2 separate regions of the Mus musculus genome follow, and region 2 is linked to region 1. The links are chromatin contacts, called in public HiChIP or PLAC-seq maps. All regions are on one chromosome and are shown on one strand. The core of a region is the stretch at or near the end of the contact, and the rest is flanking DNA. Distances in the headings are between cores, read along the strand shown.

Region 1 (3,400 bases), core at 446-2,945:
GATGATGATAATGACAATTGAACAGTAATAATACAAAGTTGAAACAATATTTCTATAGCTGTCTTAGAACTCAATTATTCTATGCAAACAGTAGACACTACAGTCCTTCTCAAAACACTAAAAATGGGAATGTGCTGTATAAAAGCACATTCTTTACCACATTGAACTCTGAACTGTAGTCTTATAGGAGAAAATTAGGAAAAAAAGAGACATTGTAAGTGAAGGTTCACAAAATGCACAGTTTGCTGAGTTTTTATGTCAGAAGCAGAATAATGAGAATCTCAAAGTACTGTGTGAGTTGAGATAATTTTATACTATTGAATAGAAAAATGATATTCTAATGGAAGACAAATTAAGGTGCAGTTTCTGATCTTCTGATTTTACATGGTATGTGAAGAGAGAGTGTTGAAGTGTGGTCAATGAAGTGGAGATAAGAGCTAGAGATCTTGAGAGCAGTTACCTCAGGTTTGGATGATGGACACAGTGAGGAGAAGAGGGTTGGCTGTTAAGGAGAGGACCATTAGTGTTAGTTCTGAATGGTGGGTGTTCTAGCCCATGTTTGTTAACCCAGGACTTTGGAAGGCAGATGCATGAAGAATGCTATATGTTTTAGGCTAGTCTAGGTCTAAAGAGTGAGACTGTCTCAACCAAACAAAACCTGTTGAATCCAGACGAGCCTAGACTAGAATTTATCTGTTGAGTTGGACTGTTGTTTTTCTGGGACACGGAACAAAAGGTATAAGCCACGACAGCAGCCTGATATTCTCTTTTCTTGTTTTTATTAGAAGGAGAAAACCCAGTATCTAAACAGGTTGGCTAAAAACTGTATGGATGAGTGTACAGCTAGGTTATTTTTCAGCTTTTATTGAAGTTTGACTGTTATTTAGTCTCTGAGCCTGTTATGGATATCACAGATTGGTGGTAAAGCCTGCCATTAGACTCAGTAACAATTGAGATAGTACCCAAGGTTTATCAGGTTAGCTATACTGTGAGCACATCTATTCAGAACAGTCGTAGTTTACTAACATCTTGATTTTATTGAATAAACGAAACCATCCTCAGCCACAATGCTCTAAGGCTCCTGTGGCTTGGCCAGGTAAGGTATCACAAATACCTTCGGGGGGTAGATGCAGGAGGATTGCGAGTTTGAGGGCAGCTTGAATGTACTGTGGATTCAGGGTTTTGGTTAGTGAGATTGTCCCAAAAAAATACAAAACAAGGGTTGGTGTCATACTTCAGTGATATGAAGCATGTAGTATGGTCAAGGCCCAGGCTTGACCCCCCCCCCCAGACTAATTTTTTTTTTGTAACTTTTATTTTTATTTTTATTTTATTTTATTTTGTTTTCTAATATAGCTTTTAAGACAGTTTTCACAGACATTGTCCAGTTCATCTCATGGAAACTTGAATAATGTCTCTTTTAAGACTGAGTAATTAAAAAAATGTATATGTAATATATCAAGTGTATACAGAAATAGAATGAGATAAGGAAACACGTGAATTATCATCTCTTGCGGCCAGTCTGTCTGTCACCTCTCTTATGCCTTAAACAGTCGTAGTAAGTGCCCACATTTAGATAGCACAACACAAGAACACTGAGCTTGAACCCGTGTGCGGAAGGATGGAGGAGCCTGGCTCCAGAGCTGCTGGAGCCTGAGAAGCAGAACAGGCCCTTTGTGTGCCTTGGGGCCTTTCTTCTGCCAAGTTTGCTGGGGTGTTCTCAGATGTGGCTTGATTATACCTCCCCACTTCCGGACTAGGTTGCACCCTTTGTCCTCCGGTTCCCCTTCCCTGGGAGTCTCTGGTCTTCATTGACTTTATACTAGTACCATTGACTTTATACTAGTAGCTCTGTGTATCCTGGGAGTGTACTCAGGACATTCAGACTACAAAGAGATATTTAATTTTATGGGAACTTATTAAAATATGCTTTGTTACCACCTTAGTTTTTAAGACTGTATCATTCCAACTAAAAAATGTGGTTGTAAAGTCTAACCATTCTGCTAGATTGAGTACTTTTGAAGCTTAGATTTTGTCAAAACAATTTAATTAGCTTTTTAAAATTAAAATCAACGTGATCAAATGAATATAGGATTTAGACAGATTTGACACTCTTCTTGTGATGGCCGTGTTCCATTAAAGGTAAAATAGAAAAGGTAAATAGAAAGAAAAAGGGGCTCTTGAGTGGGGTTCGAGGGACTGGCTTTCTCCTCTCTTTTCTGGACTGAAATGGAGGCTTGCTTTCAGGCAATTCCCTGGTGTGCACTCTGCGTGATTTGGCTCTATCTCTGTTACTGCTAATACGTGGCCTGGATTTCAAGTTGTTTGGGATCGGAATGTGCCCAGACTCTGTATTGCAAGTCCGGATTCCCAGGCATTTTGTTGCAAAACTGGCTTGCTGCCTTCTTTTTTCTTTTCTGTGTCCTAAGTGGCTGCATTGTTTGTTGCAGTATATGCATTAGCTATCTGTGTTCAGTTTATTGCAGCCTGACAAAGTGGGAGGGGCTTGCTTTGCTCCATGGCTGAGTTTTCACTGTGTGAGTTCTTCAGTGCACAGTGCAGCCATCTTAATTACACTTTTGTGCAACTGAGACTGTGCAGCTGTCTCAAAATGGCTGCTAACCCAATCCCTGAAGCTGCATAGGCAGCAAGTGTGCCAGTGAGGAGACTTGTCACATGCACCAGGATCAGAGGTAAGAGCCAGGAAGCTTTGATCTTTAAGCATTACAATTAGAAAACATTAGAACATGACCAAGCTTGGATAGGAAGGAGAACTCGCATGTGAAAAAGTTGGCATGTTTACTAAGACCTGTAAGCTTGTGTTAGAGAAACCGTGTGTTGGGATGGTGAGGTCAAAGGTTAAATTCCTCCTGTGATTCCTCACCAGTTTGTTGTCATTGTCAGGACACTGGATCACCACAGTGGTGCTTTTCTGATCCATGCCGAATTTAATGCTCCTTGTGTATTTGATAATTAATTCATTAGATATTTGTAGAAATTCAAACTGTATATTGAGAGTTTTTTAAGAAGCCATTAATTAGCCTTGTTTAGAAAGATTATGATTTTCTGACTTTTAAAATGAGATTTTTATGGTAGTTTTATAAAAAGAATGGTAATTTGCTACATTAAAACATAGAAAAAATATTGTTTTTTTGTTATATGCTTCAGTGCTGTCTCACATGCTCACTAATTATAGTAAATATATGTGTACACATACACACATGCACACACACACATGCACACACACACAAACACACACATTTATATAGTGTCGTACTTTTCCTTAGGTTACTTTTTGTTCGAATTGGCATTTGGATTTAGATTTTAAATTTCAGAGTAGTTTCACATATAGACCTGTACATTTTTTGGTCAATCTAATGCAATCTGGTACCTAGAATAA
Region 2 (3,079 bases), core at 134-2,633, 430 kb after region 1:
ACAAACCGCTTTTAAACCACCAGTGAGAAAACTCCCGAGGCTGTGAAGTTCAGACTCTGACACAAAAGCCCTCTAAGTAAAGTGCCGGTTTGCTTCACCCCAGAAGTTGTGTTAAAAGCCATGTGCACATAGCTGTCTTTCCACAACGTTTTTTAAAGGCAGTTGTGTAATGCAAGTGAGCGCCACCTGTGGTTTTAGGCTTTGTTGCTGAGAACGTGAATTTCTTCATTTCAGTTTTGTAATGTGTGGTAAAAGAATGGAGGAAATTAACTGAAGAGAAGGAAAAGAGGAGGATGGGTAGGGAAGGCTCGCATCTCTCTCTTGAGGCTATCAGTGAATTGCATGAAACTCACCCCCTAGACCCTCCAATTTGCCTGAATTCCATAATTTGAGGTTCACAGCGGCGGTAAAATAAATGGCTTTGTGGTCTTCAGTACTTAAGCATGAAAAGGGGAGACTCAGGAGAGGGACTCAGCTCTCATGAGCCTGTCCCCTGCCACCAGTGCTATGACAATTACTTTGTAATGGCTGAATAATCTTCTAGCCATAAAGCTAGAAACAGACGAGAAAAAGCAAAATATGAACTTGAAAGTGGAAGTGTTTGATGAAGGAGACAGCAGGGGAATGTGAGCTTGCACTGCAGCAGGAAACTCCCCGTGGCCTCCCTGTCTTCCCTCCAGACACCGTGAGTCAGTTGTGGCACCTGACAACCATCACCCCTTAGTCCTGCCTTGTGGTTGGTCTTTGGAGTAGGGAGGTCTAGTTCTTCAGCTGCACAAGGCCCTGGTTCACACTTAGTTTACTTTATAGATGGGATTCCCCCCCCCCTAAAGACGAAACAATGTCAACAAAACAGACTGAAGAAAAGGGTGTGTGTTAGCTACCTCTCTTATAGCCAGGACAAAATATCGGGAAACAATTTGAAGGGACTACACATATCTTGGCCAACATTTTTAGAGGATTCAGTCCATTGTGTGAGACAGTTCACATCATTGTGGCAGTTGGGAAGCAGGGAGAGAGGTGGGATACAGGGATATATAGGCCCCAAGGATGCCTCTAGTGATTTAGTTCCTCCAACTAAATACCGCCTCCACTTCCACCACCTCTCAATACACTCTCAGATTATATTATAATTTGATCATGGGACTAATCTGTTCAGTATCTCAGATCTTCATTATCGGATTGTTCCAGGAAACACTATCACAAACACATGCCTTTCTAATCCACTAGCTATCCCTCAATCTAGTCAAGTTGACAACCAGGACCAACCATTACACAGACATATCTAACGGCCAGGGAGGAGAAGGATCAGGGACATGATGCTGCAGGAGGGACAGTGGAAGGATCGATGACACAGAGCCTGGAACAGAAACTGGCAGCCACCTTCCAATGTTTGTGAAGTCGTAGTGAGGAGGCGGAATAGATGTGTCACACAGAAGGCCAGCCCTGCAGCATAGATGCGTCACACAGATGGCCAGCCCTGGGTGGTGAGCAGGCGCTGATGGAGCCTGCATCTCAGCTGTATTAGTCAGGATTTCTATTGCTGTGATGAAACACCATAACCAGAACGCAAGTTAGGGAGGAAAGTTCACCAGCTTACATTCCCACATTGCAGTTCATCATTGAAGGAAGTCGACAGGAACTCCAGCGGGGCAGGAGCCCGGAGGCAGGAGCTGATGCAGAGGCCACGCAGGAACACTGCTTCTATGTTTGCTTCCTATGGATTTCTTGGCCAGCTTTCTTTTTCCTTTCTTCTTTCCTCTCTAACTCTCCTTCCCTCTCTCCCTTTTTTTCTCTTTTTTCTTTCTTTCTCTCCTCCTTTTTCTCTTTCTTCTTTTCCTTCTCCTTCCCTCTCCCCCCCCCGCCCCCCCTCCTTTTGAGACAGGGTTTCTCTGTGTTACCTTTGCTGTACCAGAAGTAGCTCTGTAAACTAGGCTGGCCTCAGCTTCAGAGATTCACCCGCCTCTACCTCCTGTGTGCTGGGATTAAAGGCGTGCTTTCTTATAGAACCCAGGGCCACCAGCCCAAGGATGGCACCCTCCTGGGCTGGGCCTTCCTCCATTAATCTCTAATTCAAAACTGCTCTACAGGCCTCCCTGCAGCCTGATCTTATGGAGGCATTTTTCTCAGTAGAGGCTCCCGCCTCTTGGATGACGCTAGCTTGCCAAGTTGACATAAAACTGTCCAGCACAGCATCGAACTCAAACCCCTTTGTCTCTATTCTTAAGAAGCTCCAGTCCTACCATTCTCATTGTTGCTAATGAGAAATAGGCAACGCTTTACTGTAGAAACAGCACCTAGGGAAGCAGTAAAATCGTCTCAGCACTGGGGCGACAGAGGTGCCCAATTCAAAGAGGGTAATGCAGAGGTTTGAAGAAAGGGACTGGGCTGGGGGTGGAGAGATGGCTCCGAGGTTAAATGCTTGCTGTTTTTGCGGAGGAACTGAGTTTGTTCCCAAGTACCTCCATTGGGAGGCTCACAACTGCCTATGACTCCAACTCCAGTGGGTCTGATGCCCTCTCTGGTCTCTGAGAACCACCCCCACCCTTACTCCCCCCAAAAACTAAGAAAATGTTTGTTTGTTTGTTTTAGGGAACTGAAAGTAAAGGGCAGTACAATAACTTGGGTACAGCAACAGCACGGTAGCTAGAACTCCAAGAAACCTGATTAGCTGTAACAACCAGAGAGGGCAGGGCACATAGCTACAGGATGCCAGGGAATTCAACCCACTCCACTGATCCTCTGAAAGACCAGGAAAGGATGCCATGAAGCTAATTAAGGAACACGCTTCCCAGCCTGCTCCTGGGATTGGATAGAGGTTGAGGTTGGTGTTGCCCATAATCTACACACTGACACCTTTCCTAAACCCAATCGTACCCCAGACAGGCAGAAAACAGCACAGCGAGGGGGAGGGAGAGTCTGGGCTTTGTGTCTTTGTGGGGTTGACCCCTGCTGTGAGCTCAGGAAGAAGTTTAAGCTGAAAGAAGGTAGGAGAAGGTTCTCTGGAAAGCAAAAGGCTGATGTGGGGTTGGTCAGCAGGGGCAACACCTAGCCTAGGAGAAACAGGAAATGACACAGA

The links. HiChIP or PLAC-seq counts read pairs in DNA pulled down with a chosen protein or histone mark.
Region 2: a contact with region 1 is called in an H3K27ac HiChIP or PLAC-seq map of the NIH/3T3 cell line, with 4 times the contacts expected there. The contact joins two enhancer-like sites. A contact is called at or near these places in 2 of 115 datasets of contacts at active chromatin or transcription factors (the NIH/3T3 cell line and effector CD8 T cells) and 1 of 9 other capture datasets (liver).

The regions. Positions count from the first base shown.
Region 1 is chr6:136,530,361-136,533,760 of GRCm38.p6, forward strand. The region is part of intron 1 of Atf7ip (activating transcription factor 7 interacting protein); the gene reads left to right. Among named protein-coding and RNA genes, the nearest start is that of Atf7ip, 13 kb to the left of the region's middle. Within about 2 kb of position 1,696, at least 307 of the 459 cell types and tissues checked have an H3K27ac peak or open chromatin away from gene starts, as enhancers often do. A contact at or near this core is called in the NIH/3T3 cell line and effector CD8 T cells, where this site is marked.
Region 2 is chr6:136,964,643-136,967,721 of GRCm38.p6, forward strand. No RefSeq gene overlaps it. Among named protein-coding and RNA genes, the nearest start is that of Pde6h, 12 kb to the left of the region's middle. Within about 2 kb of position 1,384, at least 146 of the 459 cell types and tissues checked have an H3K27ac peak or open chromatin away from gene starts, as enhancers often do. A contact at or near this core is called in the NIH/3T3 cell line and effector CD8 T cells, where this site is marked.